2 separate regions of the Hordeum vulgare genome follow, and region 2 is linked to region 1. Evidence: chromatin contacts called from public Hi-C data. All regions are on one chromosome and are shown on one strand. The core of a region is the stretch at or near the end of the contact, and the rest is flanking DNA. Distances in the headings are between cores, read along the strand shown.

What was found. A called contact is a pair of places that touch in the nucleus more often than the background predicts.
Region 2: a Hi-C map of seedling shows a contact between it and region 1, with 3 times the contacts expected there. The contact joins the promoter of LOC123404689 here to the promoter of LOC123401304 in region 1. A contact is called at or near these places in 2 of 6 Hi-C or Micro-C datasets (leaf and seedling).

The regions. Positions count from the first base shown.
Region 1 is chr6H:97,007,290-97,010,006 of MorexV3_pseudomolecules_assembly, forward strand. LOC123401304 (polyubiquitin) reads right to left here and starts at 1,392. Exons shown (of 2, transcript XM_045095079.1): 1 at 1,305-1,392.
Region 2 is chr6H:97,306,411-97,309,110 of MorexV3_pseudomolecules_assembly, forward strand. LOC123404689 reads right to left here and starts at 1,402. Exons shown (of 3, transcript XM_045098627.1): 1 at 1,327-1,402.

The sequences.
Region 1 (2,717 bases), core at 142-2,641:
TATTTCTTTCATTCAAGAGAAAATAACAGACGGTGCATGCTCATGACCAGAAAGAAACTAAAATTGTGATTCCACGACGCTGACAGACATACTTATGATCAAAGCTTTTTCAAGAGAAATCAATCTACAGACATTAAGAGAGAGAAAATATATGAAGACCATTTATCTCAAGGATTCGACATAGCTGGCCGACATGCTTATCATCCAAGGAAAGAAGCCTATCTTTTGCAGAGGAATATCAACGTACAATCCTAGGCCTATTAGGACGATTTCGCTACAACAAGAATATGAGCACGAGCGACAGATCAGGCAGGCAGTATAACCGTCCTGAGAAAAAGAATTACGACAAGGCTACTACTGAATTCTATCAATAAGCAGTCAAAGCAAACTAGTAATATTTATGGTAAACTTCTACACATCAAAAGCTATTTATGGTGAACTTCTATACATCAACAGGCAGTGACGTATTTCTTTCATTCAAGAGAAAATAACAGACGGTGCATGCTCATGACCACAAAGAAACTAAAGATTGTGATTCCACAACGCTGACAGACATGCTTATGATCAAAGTTTTTTCAAGAGAAATCAATCTACAGATGTTAAGAGAATAAACAAACAACAGCAGCATATTTTCTTCATCTAAGATAAACTAACAGACGGTAGGAGCATGCAGGTGCACCCAAAAAAACAATCTGAAGACCATTTATCTCAAGGATTCGACATAACTGGCCGGCATGCTTATCATCCAAGGAAAGAAACCTATCTTCAGCAGAGGAAAACCAACCTACAATCCTAGGACTATTAGCACGATTTCGCTACAACAAGAATATGAGCACGAGCGACACATCATGCAGGCAGTATACGAGTCCTGAGAAAAAGAATTACGACAAGGCTACTACTGAATTCTATCATAAAGAGTTGGGTGAATCTAGCGCAAAGGAGCGGACGAACCAGTAGACAGATCATGCATACGGCTTAATGAGTTGACCCCTTCAATCTACACGCGAAAATCTCTAAAAATTCGGCAACGCTTCACAGAGCTAGCTGCCGGCTTAAGGAATTAATTGAACCGAGAACACGAACAGATCTGCCCCGTCAATCAACAGTTGTACACGGAAAGTCATCACTAAATAATTCGCCAGAGCTTCACCGACCTAACATGCGCGAACAGATCGGACAACAATAACCGTTCCCGCAACATCGGATCGGAGCAGAAGCCGACCAAATTCCACAGAACCACACCTCCAACAATCTAATCAACGCAGATCTAGACGACAGGGAGAGAGGGGAAGCAAGCACCGTACCTTGAGGCGGCGGGGAGGAGGATTCGACGATCTCGCGAGTCGATCGGAGACGAAATTGGGTGGGGATTTGCTTGTTCCGGGGAGCGGTGGTGAGGATTTGAGGGAAGGGAGGGGGTCGGTATTTATGCCGGCTGGTGACGGGCCCGGGTGGAGAAGGAATCCGGTGCCGTGACGGCTCCGTCCGTTGGACGCGTACGTCTCGTGCTCGTCTCGGCCACGCGATCCCCACGAAGTATCCGACGGGCGCGGAGGGTTCGAGAAAGAGTGGATGGCTCCGTTTGGCCCCGTCTACCTCGCGTCGGGCGTTGGGGTTGGTGGCCGTTAGGCACCCCCTCACGCCGTTAGGCGACTCGTTGGCCTGAGCCGCTGACGCGTATGGCCCGCTTTCCGCGTAGTTCCGTGTGATCGTAGCTTGAGTGGTACGCGATGTTTTCGCAATCGATCTCAACTCAGCTCGGATGACTAATGAATTTTAAAAATATATAAAAATAATTTAGAAATTTAAATTTCTTATTGATAAATATTTCAAGATGTCATAAATTTCAAAATCATATTTTTCGGAAGTCGTGGTAAAAAAATTGAAACTATAAAAATGCTACTTTCGAAAGCATTTTGAAGAACTGATTTTGTTTTTTTTCACGAAACAAAGGTGATTCCATGCTGAAATTTTGCAAGCTTTTAGAACATTTGTCAAAGTTTGCTGTAAAAAACATTCAGATTTTTAAAATATTAATTTGAATTTACTGTTCACTCGAGCTCGGCACTTTTCACTTGAGTGTTCCTTTTGCTGACTGCTCTGTAGGTTTTTGGAAAAAATTCCGTCTCTCTTTGCAAAGTTTGATTTGACCAAAATCTAATACTTGGAGTAAAAAGGACCGGAGGGATTACAATGTAATAGTGGTGATTTTTTTTACTTCCTAGTTATTTTTCTAAGGCGGGGTTAATTCATGATCGACTGTGTGGCTGCACACACTCAGTTCGAGACATTGGATAAAATATTATTGAAACCTTCCCTCGTGGTTGACTACATCAATAGGTCGAGCTAGCGAAATGTACTAATCAAAACATACGAGCGGATCATTTAATGGGTGCTATCATGATTTCTCCCATAAGTGAATTGTGTGTGTCATCGTATGGAGATTCGGGGAGGGTCGGATGGTGGTTTACCGCCAGTGGAGACGGTTTGGACTGGACAGGCGGCGAAGTTGTGATGTGACAACTCCGACAGAGGGAGGCGGAAGATAACCGATTGGGCTAGGACGGGTTGATGGTTGAGGATGATGTCGTCAAAGGCCGAGAAGGGATCAAGATAACTGGGGTGCTTTAATGGTGGTGGCACAGTCGTGGTCTTGATGCATTGATGATGGATCCAAACAGCAAAATTCGATCACAATTTTTTTTTGACAATCCAAA
Region 2 (2,700 bases), core at 152-2,651, 300 kb after region 1:
GCATGTTTCAGGATTAAAAAAGTATACAAGAACGGCTTTTAGGTCCAAGAATGTAGTAACATCAAAAAATTATACTGTCGAAAAAGAGCATTTTGGCAGCGCATGCATGCAAAACATTTTCCAGTCCTAGTCAACATCTTATGCATATTTATTGTCAATCTTAAAAATGTTTTATCTCAGAAATTAATAATTTTATTGGAGATTCATCTTCACCGTTAGGTTCGTCTCGACAAAACTTTCAAAATAAGATCTCGTGTTGACATGTTTCGTTGATTTTTTTTGTCGTTCCTAATTACCACATTTATGTCATCATATTTGTCATCTTACAAATGTACAGTTGTCACAAAAATTATACATAGTTATCGTGATAATAATTTTATACTTTTTAAGTATTACAATGTTCTGTGAAGCTAAAAAGTGTGTATTAAAGCATTAATAATAAACAAGCAAATGCTTGAACCAGCATAAGTATAATGAATCAAGTTTTTTACTCATTCATGAAGGTGATAACCAAGTTGATTTAATGTGAGAACTATATAACAAATAATATGACAAGTAAGTCATAGTAATCTGACAAGTACCGATGAAAATAAAAATTATCAAAACATGTTAACATGGGATCTAGTTTTGAAGATCTCGTCGCAATAAAGTCAGTGATGAAAATGGATCATTAATTAAGATACCGGTTTGGAAGATAAATCATTTTTAAAATGCAACTAGCTACTATAACTCAGCAGCGTGTAAGTGCAAAAAATAGATTCCCTCTTATACTCCTATTAAACTAACCAGTACTACATTATGTTAATCGGTAAATCATCTCCGTCTTTTTAAGATCTGACACATGTGTGCGTAGGAAGCCCATTAGATTTTCCCATGAATCAATCATATATTCAAAAAATAAAAATGCCACACATATATTGAAAGCCGAACGCTTCTGTGACTCCTCCGCACAATGACATTAATTGTAATACCCCGCATCCACCATTTGGTCTCTCGGCGTGTGTCGTCATGTAACCTTGCCATTCCAATTCAGCATGCGTCGTCCCGTTCTAATTATCTCCAAGGTGTTGAGATCGCAGCACGGATGCATGGCACCAGAATCCGACGCGTGTCCAGGCGGCCAGAATCATGCATGGACGAACTGCACCACACGCGCGCCCAGCGGCTAAGCTCCGACAGGCCGGCGCCAGGGATCGTCGAACCAACGTCGACTAGATCCTAGACGCACGCGGCGATCCACATATCACGCGAGAGGCCGCACATCGTCAAACATGCGATCGAGAGCGTGGCGAGGCGGGACAGGCGGCGGGGAAGGAGAGCGCGCACCTTGGCGACGACGAGGAGGACGACGACGATCTTGCGATGGTTCGGGGAGTGGAGTGGCGGAGAGGAATTGTGGGGAATGAGAGAGACGTGAGAAGAGGACAAGAGCAGCAGCACCGCTTATATGGGCCTAAAGAGTGGTACGTGTGAGATGCGACCCATTCAACGGGCGGAGTGCGCCCATTAGCTTGCTCCTCCTCCGGCAGCTCTTATTCATGGGCCAGCCCAGGTAGCGGCCACTCAAGAAAAAAAAAACAGCTGGTGGCTCGGGTATCCGTAAAGAAAAATCTCTTGGCTCAGATTTTTTTTAAAGATCCATATATATGTTGTTGCAAAACCATATTTATTTACATTTTAAAAATATTCATTTTTTTAAAAATTCCATGGATTATAAAAAATTGTTCAGAAATTATGAAAAAGCTAAAGAGGAAAACAACCAGAAAAATTAATATTAAAAAAAGGCATATAAAATAGAAACCTAACAAGAAAATTGGTATAAAAATAGAAAAGAGAGACACCGGAGGAGAATCGCTGAAAACCAATTATTGCTCAACGCCGGAGTTGGGTCGACCCATCACACTCGCTTTATATTATTTCCTCCATCCGAAATTATTTATCATATAAACATATATAAATGAATATATCTACAACTAAAATACATCTAGATATATTTATTTCTGTAACATGACGAGTATTTTTGGACCAAGGGAGTATTTAGCACTTGTACATTGCAACTAGAAATCCATGCTTCCTCATGGCTTGCGAGTTGTATTGGAAGGGGCATGCAGAGTTTGAATAGCTTCAATAATCTATACTAGCATTTTCAGGCCCATGGGGAACCTTTCTTTCGTGTTCCTCTAGAAGAGGGGAATTTAATTATTTACTTCAATCAGTTTTTCATATTTATGTGCACATTTATCCCTAACCTTGCCTCGTATATGCATGGGACACAAAGAGAGTCCTGATATTGACGTGTTGCCAAAATGCCATTATGCCAACAGCCTCCAGACCCCCTCCCCCACATTGTCGTCGACAAGGCAGTTCAAAAAAAAAAAAAATCACCATCGATAGAGGGAATGCCAACAAAGTCTATACATGCCGTGGAAAGATGGTGGTGGGGCGTTTTATTTTCCTTGGACATCAGAGTTAAAGTGTCATGTCATGACTCTTGTGGCATCCTCCTTGTGCTCCCGCGAATAAAGGTTTTCTTGGCTCTGATGAGGGAGGGCGATCACGGCAGCATGCCTTCAACTTGATCCAATGTTTGCAGTCGCCGTTAGATAGTCTAGAGACCTGGATGTGATTTTTCTTACTTTTAATGTTCTTTGTACTGTCTTGACAATTGATGAACAAATCAAAAGTTTTTAATGCGGAAAA